Linked DNA regions of Sus scrofa: region 1 is linked to region 2. Evidence: chromatin contacts called from public Hi-C data. All regions are on one chromosome and are shown on one strand. The core of a region is the stretch at or near the end of the contact, and the rest is flanking DNA. Distances in the headings are between cores, read along the strand shown.

Region 1 (7,039 bases), core at 2,036-4,535, 180 kb before region 2:
AATAAAATACTAAGCAAATTCTAGTATTTAGTTTCTTTTAACTTAATAATTGCATTAACTACAATATACCTTTCTCATGGGTATTCAATGAGGATAATTAGTCTTATGATCTGCTTACCCAAACTCTGAAGGCTTGGGGTTCATACCACCTACAGAGGGAATGACTTAAGAGCAAGAGACAAGTAGAGGCAATGTACTCAACTAAGTTACCTTGGAGTATTACATATCAAGAAGTCATTTTCTTTAGTTTTATTTTGTCCTGTTTTCCATTTATAAGCCATGTATACACAATAGTCTAAAGTAGAAAGCAAAGAGTATACACAGTATTAAAGTTTGGAGTTAGGTACCTGGACCTCACACAGCTAAAACTCTACTGTGAATTTTTTTCTTTCTAATCATGTCAATTTCCATCTAAGGGACGAATGCACCACAAGATAAAAGAACAAGGACGCCTCAGGCAGCTTAATCAACCTTGTCCCATTTAGTTGGTTTGTTTTCCAGCCATGACCACAGCAAATGGAAGTTCCCAGGCCAGGGACTGAGTCCAAGCAGAGCCCAGCCACAGCTGTGAGTTACACTGGATCTTTAACCCACCGCACCAGGCCAGGGAATGAACCTGAGCCACTGCAGAAACAATGCCGGATCCTTAACCTGTTGTGCCACAGCAGGAGCTCTCAGTCTTTAGCCACCAAGAATGGTATTCTTAGCAAGCCTAAATATGAACAGCACTTTAGAATCTCAGAAGTGGCAGTGACCTTAGAGGCCACCAACACAAACCAAAATGAAGGAATTATCTTTCCAACCTCTCTTTGTCCAGCTTTGCCTGAAAATATGATGGTGGTGGTAACAGAGGCTGTAGCATCATCTATGCCCAGGCCCTGTGCCAAGCATCCACATACACTGACACACTGAATCATTAAACTGTGAAGTGAAAAAAGCCTAAAAGAAAATACAAGATGGAGTTTTTCACACCATTCCAAAAAAAGATAAAAAGCCTTAACTTTTAATACAATGGTTATAATATTTGCATAAGTCAATAACTATTATTCATCTCTAAATCATATACCATCATTTTACTCAATTTGGTTCATCAGAGACGAGGAAGACAGAAGCACCTTCATTCACTCAATTCAACAAGTTAAAGACACTTGTTATTAAAGGCCCGCGTGACAGACACTTTAGTAAATATCAAAGGTACCATTACCACAATTACTGTTAAAACACTATCCCTGCAACCAAAGTGTGTCCACTTTGATCTCAGTAAAGCAGCGATTGGTTCACAAAAATATGAGATAAAACACAGTTGAGTCAAGGGCAGCTGGGTGTAAAGTCAGCTCTGCCACCAGCCATGGCAGCTTAAGGAAGTCAGTTAACCTATGAAAATGAATATTTTATAATTATAAAGTATATATAAAATAAAATTGTTATAAAGTTGTTTAAACAACTTCAGGTTGCTAAAAAGAGTAAGTTGTAATAATGTTTTACATATATGTAAATAATGTTATAAAGGCAAAATGTGATAACATGGTGTTTGCTAGACTGGTCAGCTCCCTTTATTTCCTGGTGATCTGATTCTAATTTCTTCATATTTCACTAAAATTTTACTCAATACCTACTTTTATCCTAACAAGGTTAAATATGCTGCACTTAAGTTCTATGATTTTTTTTTCCAACTCTATTCTGTATGCAACTACTATCTTTAGGGACATCTTACCTGCTATGCCCTTAAGATACTACTTCAGTAATGGGAAATTTTAACTCAACCAAAAACTACAATAATTTTTTACTCTATGCCATGAGAATTCAAAATTTAAAGACAGTTTTGTACTACAAGTGTTAAAATAACAGCAGAACAGCTCATAAAGACAGTAATTTAACTCCTTTAGCTAGAATATCAGTAAAAATGTGCCCCAAATCGTTCCCTGCTCCAAGCTATAAGACATTTCCAATTATGAATGTGTGAATATTGTTACTAAAATTGAGACCTGACTGCGGAAACATTTACAGATTGGGAATTCCGATAGACAAAGGCCACTGGCCCCAGATTTCCACACATATTAATAAAAAGAGAACTATGCTATTTAAAAAGAGAACTATGCATCTGATCCCGTCCCCAAATATTAAGAGTCCAGTCCACTGGGGTCATTCATGCAATAAAAATTTATTATGCGCCTACTGTTTGCCAAGCATTGCACAGGCAGTGAACAAAACTGACCCTAAAATCCCTTCCCTCTAATAACAGAAATGTCAACCGTAAGGTAAGGCACCTGGAGCACAAGTCCTGGCTGCCCGCACCCCACAAGGGTTAATCATACTGACACCTCACCCAAACCCAAGGGGCCCCCTAGACTTGCGGCGCCAACACAGAGCCGCGGTCGCTGGGTCCTTTAATGACGGGGCCAGGACCCCTTGGGAAGGGTGGGGAAGTCCACGGACCTGACCCTCCAGGTCAGCCCAGCGCAGAGGAGGCGATCGGAACACAGCCGCCAGCGCCACGTGCACACCCCGGTGCGCGCCCCCGCAGTCCTCCGCCCGAGCCGCGCAGGCGCCGCCGCAGCCCAACTCACGCAAGCCCCGCGCGCCGCTCGCCGCTTCAGACTCGTGGCCCGGAGCCCCACCCGCCCCGGTCCCACCGGCCGTCGCCTCTTACCGGCGCGCTGACCTCGGCGCCCCGGCCTCTCGGTTCCCGGCGGCCGCCTCGCGGAGCGCCTCCTCCTCGGCCTCCGCGGCCGCCCCGGAAGCCCCGGCCGCGACCCCGCCGGCCGCCTCCATCCCCGCCGCCGCCGCCTCTCGCCACCGCCGCTGCAGTGGCCGCCCGCTCGCGGTCGCGATCCCCGCCGGGCCGGCCGCGGCCGGGTCGCCGACCCCGGCCTCCCCGATTTCCTCGGTCCGCCTGCATCTGGCCGCCGCCGGCGGTGCTGAGCACGCAGGAGTCGGGCAGCCGCGGAGACGCCCTTGCCCCCACCGGAAACGGGCCGCACGGAGGAGCCGCGAGCGACGGGCCCCGGGTGGCAGCGAGCGCGGGGTGCGGGGCCGGGGCTGGAAGCCGGCCGCGGCGGGGGCGGGGCGGGCCCCCGGTCCTGTCAGGTGGAGCCGGAACCGGGGCTGGGAAGAGCCAGGGGTTCAGAGAAAAGATCCGACCAGTGGGACCTGAAAAGGCGGGGGCAAGGAAGGTCTGGGGGAGGGACCGTAGTAAGTAAAAGACGGGTTATAAAACAGTTTGTGTAATATGAACTCGATTTTTTATTAAAAGAATAGATAGTTATGGCGTAGCTGCATAAGAAGCGGTCTTAAAAAGTATATAGCAAAATGTCGCTAGTGGTTAACTGTACGGTGAGACTTCCAGTGAGTTAATTCTTCCTCTTTTTCTGTTTAGTCTCCTTATCTTCAAGAATGAATATGTGTCATCATTAAAGTTATACTGAAGTCAGGGTTAGGTAGAAGGTATGGAGGAAAGGCGGGGGGGGGGCAGTCTGAGGTGAGAAGTATGGGATGCAAGCAGCTGGGAGTAGAGAGAACAGTGCAGCCTGTCCTCAAGAGAACTGTAGAAATGACTGCTTTAGCGCACACTTATTGAGCACATGAGCATTTAATTCTCCTGTCAGGCCTATGAGGCAAGTACTGCTGTTGTTCTTGTTTTGCTGATAATAGCCCTGGAGAGGTTAAACCACTTGCCTAATGTGACACAGCTGGGTAGTGATGGAACTGCCATTCTAACTCTGGCAGGCTGACAGCAGTCTATTCATGTATGTGTCTGTCACTTACTTAGTAGAAATGTTTGAGCCTCACCCATGTTCGGTTTTTTTGGCTACGCCCTCAACATGCAGAAGTTCCAGAGCCAGGGATCAAACCGGAGCCACAGCAGTGAGAATGCTGAATCCTTAACCACTAGGTCACCAGAGAATTCCAAGACTCACCTGTGTTTTAAGTTTTAATAGTTTGTTCCTTTTTATTGCTAAGCAGTAAGTAGTCCATCATATGGATCTAGTGTTTTAGCCAAGGGGGAAAAGGACAGTTGGTTATATGGATATGTGGGAGCCATTGTTAACTACTATGTATTACAGAAACCACATAAACACAATACAAAGAAGGGCTAAGAGATCAAATCAGTGTTGCAAATCAAGTGTTTTCTTGCCAGTCCTTTCTGTCCTGTCTTACATCCATATATAGTTAACATTATTCATTGCTTCTAATTGTCCATTCTGTGTTAGGCTGAGTGCTTGATCTTGAAGTTTTTTTTTTAGGGCTGCACCCATGGCATATGGAGGTTCCCAGGCTAGGGGTCGAATCGGAGCTACCACTGCTGGCCTATGCCACAACCACAGCCATGCCAGATCCGAGCCCCGTCTGTGACCTACACCACAGCTCATGGCAACACCAGAACCCTAACCCAGTAAACAAGGTCGGGGTTCGAACCCGCAACCTCATGGTTCCTAGTCAGATTCGTTTCTGCTGCGCCTCAATGGGAACTCCTTGAAGATTTTTTAAAAAAAGTAAAAAGGCTCTGTCCTTGCTCTCAAATAGCTCACTTCCTACAAGGAAGGAAACTGTAAACAGGTGATTAAACTAGTGTGCTGAGGGCAATGAGAGGTCCAAGGTGAAGGCCCAAAGGAAGAAAAGTTAGCTGCCTAAATGAATAGCCTCGGGCTTCATGAGAAACAGACCCCAAGGCCTGATGTTGAGCAGGAGTTTGCTAGGTTCATAGGTGAGAGTAGGGAACCAGTGAAGGATTGTAAACTGGAGAGAAACAATCTTAACACAGCATGGTTCTAAGTATCTCCCATGCAGCACTGTCTTAAAACCTCACAGCAGCCCTATTTGGTAGTACTAGTGTGGTCCCTATTTCAATGATGAGGGTATAAAAGAAGTAACTTCAAAAAATCACACAGCTAGTAAACAAACCCAGGACAGTCTGGCCTCAGACTCTGTGCAGCTAACCGCTCTGCTCAAAACCATTCTGTAGAGGAGAATCAGAATTCTAGGCAACCATTAGGAAACTACTGGAAGAATCCAAGTCACAAATAATTAGGGCCTAAATTAAGACCCAAAAGAAAGATAATAGGACAGATAGGAGAGAATTGATAGACTTCATTGTCCACTTGTCAGGGTGAGAAGCAGGGGTGATTTCCCATGTGTTTTGCTTCAATGACCAGGTTATTAATGATACCACTAGCCAAGAGGAAATACAGGGTTGGGGAGGATGTGTGTGAGGATAATAGTATTTTTTAAACATTTCATATTTTCCTGTTATTTAATAGTTAACATTTTTGTCAACAGACACTATTCTCATACAGTACATCAATTTTCCTTTTCCCTCTTTTCCAGCCTTTCCCTTTTATTTCTCCACATCCTATTGCCCCCCCCCCCTTTTTCCCCTTGTCTGGTGAAATTAAGACCATCAGAGGTACTCAGGATTAAGTTATTCATCCTCATGCTAAACTCTCAAATTCATAATCCCACCCCTAAAGAAACACTAAACAGGAAGATGGGAATAGTAACAAAAGTTTCATCCTTTCCTCTGCACCCCTACAAAGGAACTAAAAGGAGAAGCCACTGGACAGCCTGGGCCCTCATCCCCTGTGTGGCTAGGAACTATACCGATTTGGTACATTATCTCTTCCTAATCCTACATGCAGTGACATGAAGTTGGTTGCTTGAAAAAGTGGGACTTTTTATACCACAGCCATTGGCAATTTTCTGCAAATCAGGACTTTGTTGGAAGTGGGGGCAAAAACAGGTTGTTAAATATTTATCAGCATAGCACAGATTCGGGCTCTCACCAAGACAGCACAAATCAGGGCTTCTTAACTTTGGCACATGTAGGGCTGGACCAGTTTCTGTAGTGGTAGTGGCTTGTTCTGTGCATTGCAGAATTTCACAGCATCCCCAGCCTCTACTTGCTAAGTGGACCCTTCCCTCGCAAGATGTGACAACCAGACACTTGTCCCAAGAGGCAAAATCACCCTGGATGAGAGCCACCAGCACAAATTGATTTAACTATATAACTATCCCCCAAGAAGCTTCCAAAATTATGAAGTTGAAAAGATAAGTGAGTTTCAGATTAAGCCAACTTTGTTAGGACACAGACTTGTTTGTGCAGAGTAAGAGCTAATATTTGTTTAACATTTACTTTTTGCCTGTGCAATCACAAACTAAGTTTTTTTTTTTTTTTTTACTGCCTCACCCAAGGCTTATGGAAGTCCCCAGGCCAGGAATCAAACCTGCACCTCTACAGCAACCCAAGCTGCTGCAGTCGGATTCTCCAGCATACTAACTTAGTTAACCTTCATTAATATTCCTATGAAGTAAATGCTGTTATTTCTATTTTACAGATAAGAAAACTGAGTCACAATGGGGTTCAGTAATTTGCTCAAGCTAATGAGTGACAAAACAGATTCACACCCAGTCTGGTTTCAGAATCTGTGTTCTCAAGTCTATGCTGCAGATGCCATCAGGGAGTCCAGGGACCACATTACCTGCCCCCCCCCATCTATTAATTCAAGGGCTTTTTTCAATTCAACCAGGAGTGTTTAGGATACAGAGACTGGAGGTCCCCTGCTAACACTTCCTAATTGGAGGACTGGCAGAAATCCTTTTAACTAGGATGTTGAGTATGCTTTCCTCATTTGATTCTGATCCAATGGGAACAGTGTCTGTCATTAAGGATGAAAATGGCACACAAATACCTATTGCATTGCAAAAAACCAGAGACCTTTTGGTTTTATAAATAATGAAGGGAAGGAGGATTTTCTGCTATTGCTTGTACGTGATGGTCCTGATTTTAAATATATGCCATTGCATGAATAAAAAATTCAATGTTCCCTTAGGTAGTATTCATGAGACATCAAAAACAAAGTCCTGAATTACAAAAGTAATTCCTTAAGGAAATAAACTGCACTTTTTGCATGTGTTAAAATATATATGACCTTTTTTTTTTTTTTTAATAAAGGAAGCCAATTCCTTAAGTCAATAGTTGTCAAAATGTGAACCGCAGCATAGCATACCTGGGAACTTATTAGAAATGCAAGTTCTTGGGCCT
Region 2 (7,595 bases), core at 3,351-5,850:
GTGAAGATGGCCAAATTATTATTATTACTATTACTATTATTATTAGTGAGGAGACACTGTAAAATGGCATGTACTAAAACCCTAAGACATAGCCATTAAACGTTTTTTTTCCTTTAGAGGGATCTGTTCTTGCAAATCTGGTTGTGTGAATAGAAAACTTTTTTCAAATTTCTGTCCAAAAGCAACAGTTGTAAAGGGAACGGCATAAAATATTAGAATAGCTTCTTAGACTGCTGAAGAGGTTTGAGCAGGAGGGGCAGACACAAAAACAAATACCAAAACTGTGTAGGCAGCACAAATTATAAGTCAAACAAGGCAACTCATATAGCTTGGTTACGGTTTGCCTTCTGGCGTTTGTTTTTTTTTTTTTTTTTTTTTTAGATCATATTTGTTCAAAGGTACAAAGGGAAGTTTAACACAATTTCAGTATTCCTATTATTTTCTAATTCAAGTTCATCCCAGTGGGAGGCATATAAGAAGGCTCTCAAAAACTAATGATTGTTTGCTTACTTTGCGTAACTGCAAACCTTCTTATTTTAGAGCAACTAGCAAGGTAGTCACGTACCAAAAGAAAAAAAAATTTTTTTTTCACTAAAAGGGTTCGAAAATGCAAACAGACAAAATGGAGGAAAACACTCTAGGTCAGTGGTACTCAGTCCTTGCTGCAAAGCACAATCACCTGGAGAGCCATTAGAAAACAAACAAACAAACAAACAAACAAAAAAACAAAAAAACCCAAACCAAACTGATCTCTGTACCACCCTAAGCAAATGAATTAGAATCTCTGGAGATATCTCTGAGGCATCAGTATTTTTTAAGGGCTCCCATGGTGAGTCTCCTTTGAATCTAAGACAGAACCACTATGCTTCTAGGTTTAGAATCATGTCATATAATTAATAACGTTTATACTTTTCTAATCTGAAAGTGGTACCTGGGAATTCCCTTGTGGCATAATGGGTTAAGTATCCAGGGCTGTCACTGCAGCGGGCCTGGGTCATTGCTATGATCCCTGGCCTGGGAACTCTCACATGCCACAGGCCAAAAAAAAAAAAAAAATAGAAACAATTTATTTTAAAAACAAAAAAAGCTGTACCTGTGCAAAGCAGAGAATTAGGAAAAGTATGGGAAAGCACAATTTTAAAAAAGGAACCATGGGAGTTCCTGTCATGGCTCAGCGGAAAAGAACCTGACTAGCATCCACAAGGACGCAGGTTTGATCCCTGGCCTCGCTCAGTGGGTTAAGGATCCTGAATTGCCATGAGCTGTGGTGTAGGCCACAGATGTGGCTTAGATCCTGCATTGCTGTGGCTGTGGCATAGGTCGGCAGCTGTAGCTCCGATTGGACCCCTCCCCTGGTAATTTCCATATGCTGCAGGTGCGGCCCTAAAAAGGGGGTGGAAGGGTCATCTGCTATATGATCTTTATTTTATAGATGGAGAAATGAAGGCTAAGCGAGTTCCTAACTCTTTTAGGAGTTCATTTGGAGTTAGGATTAGAATATAGTTTTCCTATATTTTTCTTGCAAAACACATTTTTGTGCAAAAATTTAGATCCTCAAAAGTTTAATTCCAATCTACAACTCCACTTCCATAAAGGATCTATTATTTCTAATGATATCCTAACGATCTTTAAAAAAACATTGATCAGAGCTTTAAAGAGTTATCTTCTTGAATTCTAGCACATATAAATCATGTTACCCCCAGTGTTCTATGAAACACTGATTCCACTGGACATTAACGGACGTAATAGGGAAAAAAAAGAGACACTTCTTATTCAGGTAGATTGGGAAACAAAATGAAAGGAAATTCTCTGCTTAATCATTTCTTTTCTTGTGGGTTTTTTGTTTTTTTTTTTTTTTTTTTTTTTTTGTCTTTTAGGGCTGAAGGTGCAGCATATGGAAGTTTCCAAGCTAGGGGTCGAACTGGAGCTGCAGCGGTCAGCCTACACTGGCCTACACTCATTGCAACTGGGGATCTAAGCCACGTCTACCATCTACACCATAGCTCATGGAAATAACAATCCTTAACCCAATGATAGAGGCAAGGGATCAAACCCATATCCTCTTGGATACTAGTCGGGTTCGTTTCTGCTGAGCCACAAAGAGAACCACCATTTCTTGTGGTTTTAATGCTATTTCACTAACTGCACTGAGAGTCTCTGGAATGTACAAGCAGAATACAATATGCAATATTTCCCAAACTTATTTGACCTTGAGACGTTTCCTCAGTTCAGTCCCCAAATCTTCAATTTCTTTGGGACATATTTTAACAACCCTATAAAGATTCCTACAATAAAGGGATAAAAGACCTGGAGTAGCCTACTAAAGCCAAAGAAACTGAATTATAGTTTAAAAAAATTTTGAATTGATTACCCTGTTTTATACATTCTTTATTACCTATTTTACATAGTAGTATGCATATGTCAATCCCAACTAATCTATTCAATGCTGTGTAATAACCTATATGGTAAAAGAATCTGAAAAGGAATGTATATACATATGTGTATAAGTGACTTTGTCGCATACCTGAAACTAACACAACTTTGTAAGTCAACTATACTCCAATAAAATTTAAATTTACGTCAAATAGGGGAGTATTTTAAAAGGGAAGGAATATATAATTTGAATGACTGGCAATGTTCTTTTTAAAGACTTCCTTTAAAATTTATTAAAGTAGCATAACAAGAATAGCTTGGAAACCAGACAAAACTGCATGGAAATCATCACCCAGATTAAGATACATAACTTTTTTTTTTTCCTTTTTGGCCACCCTGCAGCATATGGAGTTCCCAGCTAGGGATTAGATCAGAACAATAGCTGTGACCTTAGCTGCAGCAGCTGCAATGCCGGATCCTAAACCCATTGTGCCAGACCGGGGATTGAACCTGCATCCAAGCACTCACAAAACACCATAGATCCCATCGTGCCACAGCAGGAACTCCACAATATATAACATTTTTAATGCATTCCCTTCTGGTTTTCACATTTTATTTTACATAAATGTAATTAATGATAGTATATCCAGTTTTGTATTATATTTACTTTCAATTAATTTACTCACATTCACTAAACATTTGTTCAGTACTTTATATGTACAAGGCGATAGGTTGTAGAATCAAAGAAAATTAATATGCAGCTTCTACCCTCAAGCAATTTGGGGTAGAAGTGCATGTGTGTGTGTAAAGATTAAGTGCTCAGGGTCTGTCAACAAACAATGCAATGTGTTATGAGACAGGAAGATAAAAGCACAGCTATTCTGTAAAAGGACCAGGGAATGGCCTTGGGCATACAGGTCTGAGTCCCAGAGACAAATACCAGGCTTGCTGGTATAAAAAATTAACTTTATGGGAGTTCCCTTTGTGGCTCAGCAGTTAACGAACCTGACTAGGACCCTTGAGGATTGGGGTTCGATCCCTGGCCTTGCCCAGTGAGCTGGGGTGTAGGTTGCAGACGGAGCTTGGATCCTTCGTTGCTGTAGCTGTGGTGTACTCAGACATTTACAGCTCCGATTCAACCCCTAGCCTGGGAACTTCCATTTGCTGCATGTGTGGCACTAAGGAAAAAAAAAATTAACTTTATCTCTACACCTAGTGACTAGATACTAGTTTATCTAGCATAACCAGTTGCCATAAGAGGAGAAGCTCAACTATAAATTTAAACCGTATCTACTCTGGTGCTTTCCTGCAGAAAATTCTCATGCATTTTTCCCCCTCACAGAAGCAGTCTATTCCTGCTGATAACCTGCTGATCAAAGAAGTTTGATGATAAATAAATTAAATAAGAAAAATTTTTAAAAATTTCATAAAAAGCTTAAAAAAAGTTTGATGATTTCTGGAAATTATCAGTGATCATGAGACAATCCCTCCCTTTTGTTCATAAATGCATCTTGCCCCTTCTACTCAGGGAGCTGGCACTTTTTTCCCCCCACCTTCTCTCTGTGCACAAGCTATCTACTCTAATAAAAAGTTCTGCTTGACAAAGAGCGGCCAGAAAAGAAAACAAAAACAAAAAACATGCATAATCTTTGATCCAGCAATTTACCCATCTAGGAATTTAAGGAAATAAGAAAAGATGTACAAGGAAGTTCGCCGCAACATTGGTTATAAAAGGGGGAAAAACAGTAAAAGAGACCACCATAATCTGGAACCCAAGAGCCTTAACATGTGCCTACACTGCCTCCTAGGTTTTGTGCAAAACAGGGATAAAACGATCTACCTCGCAAGGTTACTAAGATAATTAAATGAAATAATAAACACAAAGGTCCAGGACATTCAACACACAGAAGCCACTAAATAACTGGCTCAGGGTCAAACAATCAGTGGGAAAACCAGGATTTAAACAGAGATTTGAATCTTCGTGATCCCGGGAGCAGGCGGGCGCTCCATAGGTTTTCTTGGATTCCACCCTTAAGGCAGTCAGTGTGGACTTTCCCTCTAACCCATAAAGCGCACCTCAGAGGTCAGGGGACACCTAGTAGAGCTCTTCAGAAAGGTAGGAAGGCACATTAGAAAGCTTTAGTATCTGCCCATTTTCCTCCTCGCATCTCTGCGCTCCAAGCGCTCTCTACGATCGGCCCGGACAAATTCCGTGGAGGAAATGACGTATATACGTACGCGCCGGAAGTGGTGCAAAAGCGGGCCCTAGCAGCCGCAGACGCAGTGGGCCTGAGCCCCGGCTCGGTTTCAGAGTTGGAAGCTTTGCAGCTTTGGTAGGCGACCGCTGTTATGACGGCCCAGGGGAGCTTGGTGGCTAACCGAGGCCGGCGCTTCAAGTGGGCGATTGAGCTGAGCGGTCCTGGAGGAGGCAGCAGGTGAGGAGCCTGGGCAAAGCTCGACATCAGAGCCTTCACCCCAGAACAGGACCTGAGCCCCCGGGCACAACTCTGATGGATGGCGCAAAGATAATTCTTGGGGAGGTCGCGGCTTCTCTGCCGTGGAGGTTTCTGTGTCCGAAGCATGCTTTTGTCATTCTTCCCAATAGATGAAGGTTCTGAGGAGCCCACAAGAGGGCTTGGTGTAATCTGGGTGGATACATCTGAGAATATTTATTCCTGAGATTAGAACAGGAAATGAATGTGGGGTATGAAGTGTACGAGGCTGTGGCCTTAATTTTTTTATTTTGGTCTCCAGGGGCCGAAGTGACCGGGGCGGTGGCCAGGGAGACTCGCTGTACCCCGTTGGTTACTTGGACAAGCAAGTGCCTGATACCAGCGTGCAAGAGACAGACCGGATCCTAGTGGAGAAGGTACAGAGGTATAGATGTCATCATAGTCCTTGGGCCAGTCCTGACGTACACACCCACCTCCCTTCCCAGGCAGCATATTAATATCTTACTGCAGATGGCTAGCCAGAATATCTGGTAGCTAAACTGCTGGAGGTTGGTGTTATATTGGTTGACGTATCAGCCTCAAAAGTGCTCAATAACTGGAAAAATTAAAAAACATATAATAGGTTGATAATGAATTGGTTATGTGTTCCAGTTGAAGTCTTTTTTTTTTTTTTTTTTGCCTTTTCCTAGGCCCGCTTCCGCGGCATATGGAGATTCCCAGGCTAGGGGGTCTAACCAGAGCTGAAGCCGCCGACCCACCCACAGCAACGCCAGATCCGAGCCACGTGCAACGTGGGATCCTTAACCCACTGAGCGAGGCCAGGGATCGAACTCGCAACCTCATGATTCCTAGTCGGATCCGTTAACCTCTGAGACAGGACGGGAACTTCTAGTTGAAGTCGTCTTTTCTATTTTAGTTCCCCGATACCACACAACCAATTTGTCAGGTTAGTCTGTTTGTTTTACCTTTAAAATAGATTAGAAATCTTACTTCTTACTGCTTTAATCTGCCATCTCTTGAGCTAAGCGACTTCATCACCTACTACTTTACCTGTTGTTCACGCCTCTAGTCAGAATGGCCTCCTTGCTGATTCTTAAATATGCCAGGTGAGCTTCTATTCCAGGCTTTTTGTACTTGTTCTTCACCTTCCCTGGAATACTCTTCCTCCAGATACCAGTATGACTTGCTGTCTCAACTCAGATGTTACCTTCTCAGTGAATTCTACTCTCATGGCATTCTCGATCTTATTTTCTTACTTTGTGTTTCTCCTGTCATTCATATATGTGATATAGGTTACTTATTACCTTTTTTTTTTTTTTTCCCCCCACTTTGTAACTTCCACGAGAGCAAAATTTTGTCTTCCAAGTCCCTAGAACTGTGCCTGGCACTTCCTTTTCTCTCAGGCTTAATATTGCTCAATATTAAATAATCTTTGTTTCATGAAATGTAGTGATTTTTCACAACATGAAAGGACAGAGTTATGTCAGTGATTTTCTTGAATTTCCTATCATTTTTCATCTTGGTACATCAAAGTATAATGTAAATAATACATGATAGTAAGGTATTATTAAAATGGCTTGATTTGGGGGGTTCCCAATGTGGCTCCATGGTAACAAACCCGACTAATATCCATGAGGATGTGGGTTCAATCCCTGGCCCCTTCCAGTGGGTTAAGGATCCGTTGTTGCTACGGTATAGGTAACACATGTGGCTTGGATCCTGCATTGCTATGGCTGGGGCATAAACTGATAGCTGTAGCTCCAATTCAACCCCTAGCCTAGGAACTTTCATATGCCGCACCTATGGATCTAAAAAGAAAAAAAAAGAAGAAAATGGCCTGGTTTTAAAGGTAGGTTATTATAAAATATTTATTTTAGAACAGTTGTTATATGGATTTGATATTTAAACTCCCAGATAAATGATCTGTGTAAATAACACATTAGGAAACTATTTACAGATATGGCCATTTATTCTTTTATGTGAATAAACTCAGTGATATATTATTCTTTTTATATAGCTAGATTTACTTTGTTGCTATTTTGTTCAGGGTTTTTCTTTTAGGTTCATGAGTGATATTGGTCTGTAGACTTTTCTCATAATGTCTTTGTCAGGTTTTGGTATTTATGAGGTCCCATATATGGTAATGGGTTAATTTTTTTTATTATTTGAAAGAGTAAGTTTGGCTTTATTTTTCCCTCAAATATTTAGAATTTGCCAGGGGACACCATCTTGGCTTAATTACAGAGTTTCTTAAAGTTACAAAACTATTCAAATTTCCACTTTTGTAGAGTTCTCATTGTGGCTCAGTGGTAACAAACACCACTAGCATCCATGAGGTTTCAGGTTTTATCTCTGGTCTTGCTCAGTGGGTTAAGGATCCTGCATTGCCCTAAGCTGTGGTGTAGGTCGCAGACAAGGCACGGATCCCACATTGTTGTGGCTGTGCAGCTACAGCTCTCATTTGACCCCTAGCCTGGGAACTTCCATATGCCGAAGGTGTAGCCCTAAAAAGCAAAAAACAGACAAACAAAAACCCCAAAGCAGGGAATCTTTTCTTTGGCTAAAGTCATGGGGGAAAATAACATCTGGGGAAACCTAGAGGGAAGAACAAAATGTGAGGACACCTTATCTTTAGTGGAAGAGTGAGCTTCCTGTGGCAATGTGGGAGAAGGGCAGAGGTAGTAGAACTGAGGCAGCTCAGTCAGAAGCACAGACTTAGGAATTGTTTACCTGTAACGTTAGTGATATGATAGATGTGGAAATAATGAT

The links. A called contact is a pair of places that touch in the nucleus more often than the background predicts.
Region 1: a contact with region 2 is called in a Hi-C map of skeletal muscle, with 3 times the contacts expected there. The contact joins the promoter of AVEN here to the promoter of EMC4 in region 2. A contact is called at or near these places in 10 of 47 Hi-C or Micro-C datasets (embryonic fibroblasts, fibroblasts, heart right ventricle and 4 more) and 2 of 2 datasets of contacts at active chromatin or transcription factors (alveolar macrophages and skeletal muscle).

The regions. Positions count from the first base shown.
Region 1 is chr7:80,443,583-80,450,621 of Sscrofa11.1, reverse strand. It overlaps AVEN (cell death regulator Aven), which reads right to left and starts at 3,285. Exons shown (of 7, transcript XM_021099909.1): 1 at 2,651-3,285. The coding sequence starts at 2,899.
Region 2 is chr7:80,267,696-80,275,290 of Sscrofa11.1, reverse strand. It overlaps EMC4 (ER membrane protein complex subunit 4), which reads left to right and starts at 4,600. Exons shown (of 5, transcript NM_001243441.1): 1 at 4,600-4,808; 2 at 5,128-5,242. The coding sequence starts at 4,723.